2 separate regions of the Pan troglodytes genome follow, and region 1 is linked to region 2. The links are chromatin contacts, called in public Hi-C maps. All regions are on one chromosome and are shown on one strand. Each heading gives the region's core, a stretch centred on a gene start, on an enhancer-like site or on the middle of the called end of the contact. The rest is flanking DNA. Distances are from core to core; before and after follow the strand shown.

Region 1 (6,241 bases), core at 454-2,953, 78 kb after region 2:
GAATACTGATTTGACCGAAACTGTGACAAACCTCGTCAGCCTGGCAGGGGTGCGTGTGGAGCGAGCCGCTGGCCAAGTGCTGCCAGATGCCCCAAGTGACCCAGAGAAATGGTCATCTGGATTTCCACGCTAAACATTTCCCGATTTTTAAATGCTGCCAAGTATCTTTTCAAAGATACACTTCAGGCCAAACACACCTGCTGGGGGCTAGCTGAAGCAGCCGTCCCGTTTGCGATTCTGCCCGGGAGGGCCCTCAAGCGCTTGCCCCAGGGTCTCGGCAGTTCTCCGGGAAGTCGGGGCCCCGCCGGTCTGGCAGATGCTTCCTAGCTAACCCAGGGGCAGCGCGCTGGGCGGAGGCCCTCCCTGGGGAGCCCCCGGGGTCCCCGGCCAACAGCTGTGCCTGCTGCCACACCTCCCAGCTGGACACAGCTCTCCTGTAGCGAAAACAAAACCCACCGCGCAGGTGGCTGCAGGAGCCCCCGCGCAACGCGCCCGCTCCTGGCCGCGCACGCCCCCTGGCGGCCATCGGGAAGCATCGCCGCCGCGTTCCTTGGGGAGAGCCACGCCTCTGGGAAAGCTAAGAACTGTTCACATTAGAAGCATCCACTTGCACAGTTTTTTTGTTGCTGTTTTTGGGGGGATTTTGTTGTTGTTGTTTTGTGGGTTTCTTTTTCTTTTTGAGACAGAGCCTAACTCTGTCACCCAGGCTGGAGTCTGGCGGCACGATCTCGGCTCACTGCAACCTCCAACTCCCAGGTTCAAGCAATTCTCTTGCCTCAGCCTACCCAGTAGCTGGGATTACAGGCGCCCACCGTCACGCCCGGCTAATTTTTGTATTTTAGTAGAGACGGGGTTTCACCATGTTGGTCAGGCTGGTCTCAAACTCCTGACCTCATGATCCGCCCACCTCGGCCTCTCAAAGTGCTAGGATTACAGGCGTGAGCCACCGCGCCCGGCCTGCACGTTTTATTTGAACCTCAGGTACACAGATTAATCATCATCCTGAGTTCATAACACTCTTACCCTCTAATCATGGTCCATGCATGGCCTCCTTCCTCCCTCCTTCCCTATTTTTTGTTTGTAGTCAGCACTGAAGCTAGCCGTGACAACCTACATTCAACTGTAACAATATGCTTCTTCAGTTCATCACCCTCCCATCTTTTTCCTCCCAAGGTAACCTCCCAAATCCCCCACTGATCACGGGCTTGCATTTCTTGTAATCTTGGTAGTTTATAATTAAATGGAAAAGATACCACACTGTATGTAATCTTTCAGGACTTTATTCACTTACCATTATGCAACATGTTACATCCTCTTGGCCTCACCTATCCCTTGATCCAGCCACCACTGCAGTGCTAGCCCTGCAAGGCCTACGACCATGTCATGCCAGCATAACCTGATAGCTGTGATTTGGGCCTTCAACTGTCACCTTGGCGCTTTCCTGTGGACACTGCCATGGGACCTGCTCAGCGGCCACACAGTGCAACTTGCAAGTGCTGCGGGGGAATTCACTCCCTGTGAGGTAACACTGACCAACGGGACACAGGAACCAGTGCGTGCATTCTTCCTCCTTCTCTCCTGGACCAGACCACCCTGAGGCACATTTTACACAGCTTCTCAGAGGACAGTCCTGTGGGATTGAGCAACCAATCACACAGTGGTGGCTAACTCAGTAATATCCTCATATTGGCTCACTCTCCTTCCCTGGTTCAGTCATGATGATGGCTCAGCGGGCCACGTGGATACAAGCTGAAAATGTGTGCTGGCTGCACTAATAGTGTTATTTCAGGGGTAGCCTTGAAAGACAGCAGTGAAAGGAAACACTCCCAATGGGCAAAGCTCTGGGCAGTGCATCTGATCATCCGCTGGAAAGAAAATATACAGACTCAGGGAGTGGTGAACGGCTTGGCTGATTGGCCAGGGGACTGGAAAGAGAAAGACCGCAAGGCCCCAGAGGGATGAGTGAGACAAAACGAGTCTTCAGCCACTAAACTTCTCAAACAAGCAAGTCATTTGAACAAGCGGTGGATTTCTTACAAAATGCAAACCCTGAGTAATGAGGCCACTGCATATCAGAAAAAAAGCCCAGAAAAAAACCTGCATAATACATGTTATGACTGAAAGCCAGGTATGGATGGAATGAAAGGGACAGGCAGAGCTGGACTAGCTAGGGGGCTGTAAGGGTGCTCAGAACAGCAGATGACCTGATACAAAACCTGGAGTGGATGTCACAGTTCCTGTGGAGCAAAGATCTAAGTCTGAGCTGGTACAACTCAGTCTGGGGCAAACGACAGCAGAGGGACAAGACTTAGATATGGGGTTGCATCCCCAGATTCATTCCTACCCAGGAGGAAGTCCCAAATATTCCTAAACTTACTACATACTTGCTGTGGTTTTGTGAGGTGGTGTGTTGTGTGTGTGTGTGTTTGCCTGGATTGTGCTTCTCTTTTGCAAGAACCTGTTCACTGGATCCATTTATTGTGATCCCTGTTGGTGACTCATATCAGGAGCAGTCAGATGCATGCCCAAGAATGGTGTTTACTCATAAAGCTTGCCAAGCATAACATTTGAAACAATGCCTCTTTCTGGGAGAAGAAAAAGTATTTGGTCTTCTCACACAGGTTTTATACCAACAGAGGTGCTATACAGAGCTTTCTTTTTTTGAGATGGAGTTCCGCTTTTATTGCCCAGCTGGAGTGCAATGGCGTGATCTCAGCTCACCACAACTTCCGCCTCCCAGGTTCAAGCGATTCTCCTGCCTCAGCCTCCCGAATAGCTGGGATTACAGACGTGAGCCACCACACCTGGCTAATTTTTTTGTATTTTTACTAGAGACAGGGTTTCTCCATGTTGGTCAGGCTGGTCTTGAACTACTGACCTCAGGTGACCCACCTGCTTCAGCGTCCCAAAGGAGCCACCGTGCCCAGCCTATACAGAGCTTTCTTTAGCTGAACATCCCTGTCTGTCGAATGGATGCTGGGAACTCTACTGTGGATTAGGGAAGCTTCAAAAAGAGTGTGGCCACCTTTTGTTTCAATTGTGCTGACATAATAAAAATGAATGAATGTTTTGCTGCCATCCTACCTGGTACTTGGTTTGCAACCTAGGGTATTGCTAATGCATTATTTTAGATCTCCCTGTGGGGAATGTCAGTTTGCTTTCACGAGCACAGCATATAGCACACTTTTATTGCCCTGAATTTCCCAGTGATATGGCATCAGTGGGTTGGACAAACCCAGCACAGTGTGAACTGCTGGTGTATGGGCAGGCATTTCCATCATGTCTGCACAAAGAAGACTGCTTTCAGGGCGTTACATGCCACCGAAGCACCACTGACGAAAGACAGGTGGGCCCTGAGCAAGGACAAAACCCAGGCGCTCTGCCTTTCAAGTGGCCATCTTGGGGGCTGTGTCACAGCTCAAATAGATATTTCACAATTAAATAAGGAAAACTTTGTAATAGCCACCAACTACAAAAGAAGAAGAAGAAGAGGAGGAGGAGGAAGAGGAAGAAGAAGAAGAAGATAGAAGGAGAAGGAGGAGAGGAGGGGGAGGGGGAGGGGGAGGGGGAGGAGAAAAGAAGAAAGAAGAAGAAGAAGAAGAAGAAAAGTGGCCCTACAGCAAAATTGGCCGCTGGATGGTACATCCCAAACCTAAGAATATTCCTACAGCTTCCATCCCCCAAGTCATCAGACATGTGGCCACATTTGCCCAAGAGCCTGAACAACAAAGAACCTAAGAATCAGCCCAGACAGCAGTAACAGAAGCCTTGCCCTAGAGCCTTTATTTCCTTCGGGTCAAGGAACTACAGGGGTCTGGGATGAACTGCACAGTTGATTAGAGCCTTTGGCAAACCAGACTTCTCTGGTTCTTCTTCTAGACTTTGACCTTTTGAACTTGAGGACTTCCTCCTGCTGCTGAGAAACAACGGCCAGCATCACTGAGCCCTGCCTACGCAAAACAGTCTTCAACTTGACATTCTCATCCTGCAATTCTGAACTAAGTTTCACAAATGGGTGGGACAAGCTCCAGAACATCCCATCACGAGAAGAAAATGGATCTTCCAATTAAGGGCCAAACCCAGCTCCTCAGCCTTTAGCCATCTTCAGGGTGGGCCAAACAGGTGGTGGCCCACCCAGGAGACAGAAATAGTGTCTTTCCTACTGTTTTACCAAAACTGCTGGTTTTATGAAGATGCCACCTATGAAATAGGCCACCTGACAAGAAGGCATCACTGAAGAAAGAGCCCACCCACCTCTGAGCAAGCAGGGCCTTTGGAATGCTACAGCCATCCAGTGATGGCGCAAGGGTGATGGCCCACAGCTGTGGGCACTCTGTGCAATGGGCTGAACTCCAGAAGGGATTTCTGGCCACAGAGAGTACTGCCCTAAGATTAAACATGCCACATGGGCTGTCACGAATGGCCCATCTGTATGGTCAGATCTTTGGGCCAACCAGGACTGGACCAGAAAAGACATACCGTATATTGGATGGCCCCTACCTTGGGGACATGTTAACTATTTAATTACAAACTCAGTATCTATCTATATGGTTATATGAAGCAAACACATCTAGTGAAAAGCATTTAAAGTGAAAAAGTCAGTCAAACATATGTGGCCATCACCTCCACTACAGACCAATCAACTTGTGCTCAAATCCACCATATGCATGGAACCACCATAAAGGATTGAGATGCCCAGTGATCAATTATGGAGGCCATTGTTTTTTGTTTGTTTTTTTGAGACGGAGTCTCGCTTTGTCACCCAGGCTGGAGTGCAGTGGTGCAACCTCAGCTCACTGCAAGGTCCGCCTCCCGGGGTCATGCCATTCTCCTGCCTCAGCCTCCTGAGTAACCGGACTACAGGCGCCCGTACCACACCCGGCTAATTTTTTGGTTTTTTTTGTTTGTTTGTTTGTTTTTAGTAGAGACAGGGTTACACCGTGTTCACCAGGATGGTCTTGATCTCCTGACCTCGTGATCTGCCCACCTCGGCCTCCCAAAGTGCTGGGCTTACAGGCGTAAGCCACCGCGCCCGGCCAGAGGCCATGTTTAACTGCAAAGACTGTATTATTTGCCAGCTATACCAGACCCTTCAATGCTGACTTCCACAGGGACAGCTGGTCCACCTTCATCTACTTACAAGCTGCACAAGCTGATGATAATCACCTCTGCTTACCCGAGCTCCCTTCAATGGATAAATAAATGAATGGTTCATTTTGTTCAGATCTCTGTGGATAGACTAAAACTTGGATACTCTGTATCAGGTGTTCTATGGCCACCTTCCTCTGCCTGCTATGTACTTATGATAACAAAATGGCAACTCGTGGGTCCAGAAAAAGGACAACTTGAGTCATCCCTAAGACAGGATGACAGATCCCAACTGATCTGGTATAAATGTCTTGACCCTAGAAGTGCATGGAGGCCAAGGGGAAGTGAATCACTCTCTCTTTTTCTATTACAGGCATGAACAACAGTCCCAAATGTCCTTCTACGACTCTTCTAGTTCTCATGTTGTTAAATATGTCACCCCTGGCCCAGCCCAGCTGTAGAACCCCAAGGGTCAGGGGTTAAGACAAATTTGGATGGCATGGAGGTTTGTTTCCTCCCTCATTTTAGTAGCTTGTTGGAGAGATGGCTCAAAAGGTCCAAATCAGCGCAGTGGACTAACATACTGAGTCTAGCCCCTGAACCTTTGAAGAGCCCTTTTTTGAATAAGGCCACTTACTACTCTAACAGGGACTTTCATTCTTATAAAATTGCATAATCACTGTTGCCCCCTCCAACTTCCCTATAAACATGTAGAGCACCATGGGGCAGGTCCCTCTCTGCATGTAGTCTCTTTATGTCCAGCATAAATTGTGGGATAATGAAAGCTTGGGGAACTGTGCGTACTCAACATTTTTTTTTTTTTTTTTTTTTTTTTTTTTTTTTTGAGACAAGGTCTCACACCGTCACCCAGGCTGGAGTGCAGTGGCGTGATCTCGGCTCATTGCAGCCTCAAACTCCCAGGCTCAGGTGATCCTCCCACCTCAGTCTCCCAAGTAGCAAGGTCTATAGGCGCATGCCACCATACCTGGCTAATTTTTAAACATTTTTTTGTAGAGACAGGGTTTTGCCATGCTGCCTAGGCTGCATACTCAACTTCTAATCTGCTCCTTTCCCCCAGCATGTTAATTTTATCTGTACCGCGAAGCACGGTGTCATATTAAGCTAGACAGCTTTCCCTGTCGTAGAGAATTTC
Region 2 (6,413 bases), core at 458-2,957:
TGCCCAGCCAGATTTTTTGATGTTATCTCCAAGTGAATAAATGTAAGTATGGCCACAGGGACACTGCTCAAAAGGAACATGATAACATACCTCATTTTGGTAGTCCCGTTTGGGCCTGTCTTCATTTTTATGTTTTCTTCTTTTCCTTTTTCTTTTTTTTTTTTTTAAGAGACAGTGTCTCACTCTGTCACCCAGACAAGAGTGCGGTGGCAAGATCATAGCTCACTGCAATCTCGGACTCCTGGCCTCCAGGGATCTTCATGCCTTGACTTCCCAAAGTGCTGGGATTATAGGCGTGAGCCACCACGCCTGGCCGCTTCATTTTTAAAACAACCCAAAAGGGATACAGAATAGTATGTCACTTGGATAGCTGTTTGACAGCTTTTTCTTTTTCTTTTCTTTTTTTTTTTTTTTTTAATTGAGACAAGGTCTTGCTCTGTGGCCCAGGCTGGAGTGCAATGCCACTGTCATGACTCACTGCAGCCTCAACCTCCTGGGCTCCAAGGCTCCTCCAGCCTCAGCCTCCTGAACAGGCATGTGCCACAGCACCCAGCTAATTTATTTATTTATTTATTTTTATTTTTATTTTTATTTTGAGACAGAGTCTCGCTCTGTCGCCCAGGCTCGAATTCAGTGGCGCAAGCTCTGCTCACTGCAAGCTCCGCCTCCCGGGTTCACGCCATTCTCAGCATCCCGAGTAGCTGTGACTGCAGGCGCCCGCCACCACGCCCAGCTAATTTTTTGTATTTTTAGTAGAGACGGGGTTTCACCGTGTTAGCCAGAATGGTCTTGATCTCCTGACCTCGTGATCCGCCCGCCTCGGCTTTCCAAAGTGCTGGAATTACAGGCGTGAGCCACCGCGCCCGGCCCAGCTAATTTATTTTTATTTTTTGTTTTTTGTAGAAATGAGGTCTGGCCATGTTCCCCAGGCTGACAGCTTCTAACAGAAGCAAACATATGCTCCCCTTGTAACCAGTGCGTTCACTTGCAGATATTTGTCCCAGAGAAATGTGAGTTTGTATCCACCAAAAAAACGTGTACCCTAATAGTCACTATAGCCAGAAAAGAGACGAGGGAGGGGGGAAAGGCCGGAGGGAGGGAAGGAGGCAGGCAAGCAGGTAGGAAGGAAGCAAGCTTGGTGTCCATCAACTGGGTAAACGTTTAAAAAATACGGTATCTTTGCACAGTGGAGTACTACTCAGCAATAAAAAGGAAGGAACTGATATGAACTACTTATATTCCCAACAGGATGGATCTTCTAATTTGTTATGTTGAAGGAGAATATTCTGTATTACTTCAAGTTTATGAAGTCCAAGAACAGGCAAAATGAACCTACAGTGACAGAAAGCAGAATACACTGTAGTGGTTGCCTGAGGCTGGATAAGGATGGGGACAGGGAAGGAAGGTAGGTCAGGAAGGCCCACCACGGAACTTTCTGGGGTGATGGGCACGTTCTATTTGTTGATCTGGGCGACGGTTACACAGGTGTACACATACATAAAAATTAGTGGAGCTGAACACGTAAGGTCTGGGCATCACACTTTATGTAAGTTAAACTTCAGTAAAGTGCTCTCAGCACACATCCGCAGCCGCACCCACACAAAATCCCAGGAGGCTCAGTACCAGCTGTGGTCCGGGCCTTGCCCACCTCGGAGAGGCCACGACCCAAGGCATCCGGTTTCCTCTCGCTCCAGTCTAACTTCCGCGCATCTACGAGGGCCGGGACTGCCGCTACCTTTCTGGAAGGCGCCGGCCGGCCAGTCCCCGGAGGGATCCCGCCAGAGGCGGCTCCGCGTCTCCAGCAGCGGGGCAGGGACCCGGGCGCCCCGCCCTCGCCAGCGCCCGCCCCCGCCCGCCCCCGCCCGCCCCCGGCCCGCCCTCCGTATCTGGCCCCTGGGCAGCTGCCCGGGGAGGCGGCCAGCGAGCTGGGGCCGCGCAATGTCGCACGGAGCCGGGCTCGTCCGCACCACGTGCAGCAGCGGCAGCGCGCTCGGACCCGGGGCCGGCGCGGCCCAGCCCAGCGCGAGCCCCTTGGAGGGGCTGCTGGACCTCAGCTACCCCCGCACCCACGCGGCCCTGCTGAAAGTGGCGCAAATGGTAAGTGAGCGCGGGGCGCGAGGCCGAGGTTCTACAGGGCGTCCCGGGAAAGCAGGGGTCCGGGAGCGGACGCGCCGGGCGTCTGGACCCGGCCGGAGCCCAGGGAGCATCGCGCAGCGGGCGGGGGATCGCGTCGCTAAAGTTCGCAGCAGGCTTCCTCCGGGAAAGTTGCCGCCGCAGCCCCCGCGCTGGAGCTCAGTCCCCAGAGCTGCCCCGGCCCTTGCTCCCGCGGACCCAGGTCGCCAGGGTCGCAAGTTTCTCCGGCCACCCCCCTGCGAAGCCTGACCCGCCTACTGACTGAAACCACGGGCAAAGTTCCTTTTCGTCTTTCTTCCTCTTCTCTGGGCCGCGCCGCTTCGAACCCGAGCCGGGGGTGGAAGAGTCGCCCAGGCGGCGGCGCTGAGGCAGCGAAACCCGACCTCTTCCCCGTCCACGGCCTCCCCTTTCCTCCGAACCCAGCGCGGCAGGGCTTCCCTGCTCTGTGTGCAGTTTCGCTCGAAGGAGGAGGTCAGAGGGTCTTGCGTTCCATAGTGGGGAAAAAGAACTGGGACCGCTGAGACGGCCGTCCTGGTCCCCTGCGCCCTCAAGTTCCGAGGGAGGGCCCGGGTCTCAGGGGGCTCTGGAGGGCAGGTGGTCAGTTGGGAAAGGCCTGTTGTCAGGGGCTGGTACTCATGTAGGGGAGCCAGACTGTTGAATGGGAGTCACCCGTGGAGCCAGGCAGGATGAGTGTCTGGGCTTGGATTGTGACCAACTCAGCACAAGGGCCTTCTACCAGGGCAGACGTTGCCTGGCCGATTCTCTTGTTCCCCACTCTTTTCTTTTCTCCCCTCCCGTTTTTTTCTTCTTTAAAAGTTTGTAATCTGAAACAACTTTTCCGTTTGTATGATGTGTTTTGAAACTGGGTTGGGCTGTTTGTGAGTCTCCACCATTGTAATGTTTGCACCAAGAATGGTGGGGAAGGGAGCGGTAAGTTTCAAAAAGAGGTGTGGGGAAAGGAGTGTGGGGCTGGACAAGGTCACACACCCAGAAGCTGGGGCCTGCTAAGGTGGACTGGCCCCAGGGGGTTGGGCACAGGACGTCTGTGCATCTATAGCACTGCCATTCCAGACACTGAGTGTGCATGAGGTGGCCCTCATGTCTTGCTTGGGCCAGACCTAAAGAGAAGGGGCGCTGAGTTCCTGCCTCCCTAAGAACGGTGTCTAGATAGACCAAAAATTAGGAAGAGGCATTTCAGCAACGTACAGAAAAATCTGGTGCTGAGCATTGTTGGGTTTGAGCAGGGCATTTTTTGGCCCAGGCTAAGAGATTTGATCAGCCAAATAGAAGAGACCAGCCCATCTCACCATCCTTAAAAGATGGGCTGGGGTGAGACATATCCTACCTGAGCATTGGAAGGGATGAGTTTGGTAGACAGAGAATGGGATCAGAAGCCTCCATCTTGGCCCCTGAGTTTGCTGGACAAAGATATTATGGGATGAAAAGTCTCCTTGTTGGTCTATGAGTTTGGTACACAAACATAATGGAGATGAAACCTCGGCAACATAGCGAGACCCCATCTCTACAAAAAAAAATTTTAAAACCTTGTGTGGTTGGCATGGGCCTCTAGTCCCAGTTACTTGGGAGGCTGAGGTGAGAGGATTGATTGAGCTGAGAAGGTCAGTGAACTGTGCCACTGCACTAGTCTGCGTGACAGAGGGAGGCCTGTCTCAAAAAAAAAAAAAAAAAAAAAAGGTACAAAGAAAAGGTAATGGAGATGAGAAGCCTTCATGTGGTCCATGATTTTGATGAATAAAGATACTGGGAGATGAGAAATCTCCATCTCATCTTAAGCTCCTCAGCTAGCCTCTGGCCTGTGGTCCTTGGGCCAATTTGCAAGTGGCAAGAGTGGGGCCTGTTGTTCCAAAAAAGAGAACAAAGACTTGAATAATTTCTTTATCTGGTTGCTTATTCTCTATGTGCTCCTCTTAAAACCATGCTGAGGAGTCTTACACCTGCCCTGGAGGATTCCCCATCACTGCTGCAGGCTTGTTTGATCAGACCCTCTGGGAGCAAAGTTGCCCTTGCAGGATGGCTATATTAGTCCTAGTTAGGGCTATCTACTTGGGCCTCTTATCTAACTCCTCCCTATTTTCCCACTTCTCCTCTTTTCTAAGACTCTGCTTGGGCATTTGAGGTTCATTTGTCTTCTTTGCTGGAAAATGCTTGTTTAGCCAAGTTTTAACATTGGGGAAGGGCAGAAGCAGCTAAATTAATGCCACCCATTGGGCTTTCTTTCTATGGGTCTCTCATTTTGACCATCAATTTCTCAGTTTCATACTGAACAGGTTGACCCTTTTGTCCTCAGCTTCTCATGAAATGTTTTCATCATGATCTGATCAATAGATCTGCCAACACATTGTCTTAAGAAATCATTGCAAAGGCTGTTCCACTGGAGAATGACTTCCCTTGTCTTGGCCTCTTCTGGGTCCCCCATTACTAGAAAATGAGTTTCTGAGTGAATGTGTGTACTTGACATGTCATTTATACATGTGTAATTTTTATAATCCTCTGGCCATGATAATTCAGTTTTTTTGGTCTTCCTTTTTGGAGTAGAGACACAGTCACAGGTTTTGACTTTTGACTTTAAAGCACTCTTTTTTTTCTTTCTTTCTTGAGAGGGAGTCTTGCTGTGTCACCAGGCTGGAGTGCAGTGGCACGATCTCAGCTCACTGCAACCTCTGCCTCCCGAGTTCAATCAAATCTCCTGTCTCAGCCTCACAAGTAGCTGGGACTACAGGCACGGGCCACCACACCCAGCTAATTGTTGTATTTTTAGTAGAGATGGGGTTTCACCATGTTGGCCAGGATGGTCTCGATCTCTTGACCTCGTGATCCGCCCCCGCCTCTGCCTCCCAAAGCGCTGGTATTACAGGTGTGAGCTGCCGCGCCTGGCTAAATGACTTTTTTTTTTTTTTTTTTTTTTTTTTGAGCGAGACAGAGAGTGTCTTGCTCTGTCACCCAGGCTGGAGGACAGTGGTGTTATCATGGCTTACTGCAGCCTTAACCTCCTGGGCTCGGCGATTGTCCCACCTCAGCCTCCCGAGTAGCTGGGACTATAGGCACCCACCACGATGCCCAGCTAAATTTTGTATTTTTTGATACAGATGGGGTTTTGCTATGTTGCCCAGACTGGTCTTGAGCTTAGGGATTCAAGGGATCTGTCCACCTCGGCCTCCCCAAGTGCTGGGATTACAGGTGAGCCACTGTGCCTGCATGAGACTCTTTTTTTTAATAGCTATTTTTTTTTAGCCCTATTATTGTTCTTGATAATGTTCTAGTAATTACACACTATATACCATGTGTGTATAATCTCATTAAATGTTTCTAAGAATCCAGTGAAGTAACATGTTTGATAGATAAGGAAACGGGCTAAAGAGTTAAAGAGACACTAAAGTCACACAGCTCTTAGCAGTAGTGGTGGAACCGATCCAGGCCTAATGGCCTGATCTCCAAAACTCATAACTCTGGCAGAGTTGTTGCTTGTTAATAGTTCTAGGGATATAAAAGCCACAGTGAGATAACACTTCACACCCACGGAGATGACATCAATAGAAAACAACAAGTGATGAAGATGTGGAGGATGTGAAGAAATTGGAACTCTGATACAGTGCTGATGAGAATGCAAAATGGTACAGCCACTTTGGGAAACTGTGCAGTTTCTCAAAAATTACCATGTGACCCAGCAATTCTACTCCCAGCTCTACCCAAGAAAATGAAAACAGATGTCCACATGAAGACTTACACATTCATATGTGTTCATAACAGCATTATTCATAATAACCAGAAAATGAAAACAACACAGTTGCCCATCAAATGATGAATGTATAAACAGCAACTAAAACTAAGTGGTACATTCATACAATTGAATATTATTCAGTCATAAAAAGGGAGAATGAAGTACTGATGCGTGTAACCATATAGATAACCATGAAAACACTAAGCTGTGAAAAAAAGCCAACCACAAAAGACCACGTTATATGATTCCATTTATATGAAATGTCCAGAATAGGCAAATGCGTAGACATAAAAATAGATTAGTGGTTGCCTAGGTCAGGGAGCAGGGGTTGAAAGGAAATGGGACGTGACTGCTATAATGGGTATGGGGTTTCTTAAGGGGGTGATGAAAATGTTCAAAAAATCGGTGATGGTGCCGGGTGCGGTGGGTCATGCCTGTAATCCCAGCACTTTAGGAGGCCGAGGTGGGTGGATCACCTGAGGTCAGGAGTTCGAGACCAGCCTGGCCAATATGGTGAAGCCCTGTCTCTACTAAAAAATAC

Evidence for each region. Hi-C and Micro-C count contacts between places; a contact is called where the count stands out from the background.
Region 1: a contact with region 2 is called in a Hi-C map of stem cell-derived neural progenitor cells, with 2.7 times the contacts expected there. The contact joins the enhancer-like site here to the promoter of CMTM7 in region 2. A contact is called at or near these places in 3 of 7 Hi-C or Micro-C datasets (blood, induced pluripotent stem cells and stem cell-derived neural progenitor cells) and 1 of 1 datasets of contacts at active chromatin or transcription factors (stem cell-derived excitatory neurons).

What each region holds. Positions count from the first base shown.
Region 1 is chr2:36,482,743-36,488,983 of NHGRI_mPanTro3-v2.0_pri, forward strand. No RefSeq gene overlaps it. Among named protein-coding and RNA genes, the nearest start is that of CMTM6, 32 kb to the right of the region's middle. Within about 2 kb of position 1,704, at least 10 of the 24 cell types and tissues checked have an H3K27ac peak or open chromatin away from gene starts, as enhancers often do. A contact at or near this core is called in stem cell-derived excitatory neurons and stem cell-derived neural progenitor cells, where this site is marked.
Region 2 is chr2:36,404,756-36,411,168 of NHGRI_mPanTro3-v2.0_pri, forward strand. CMTM7 (CKLF like MARVEL transmembrane domain containing 7) reads left to right here and starts at 1,708. Exons shown (of 4, transcript XM_003309684.7): 1 at 1,708-2,097. The coding sequence starts at 1,939.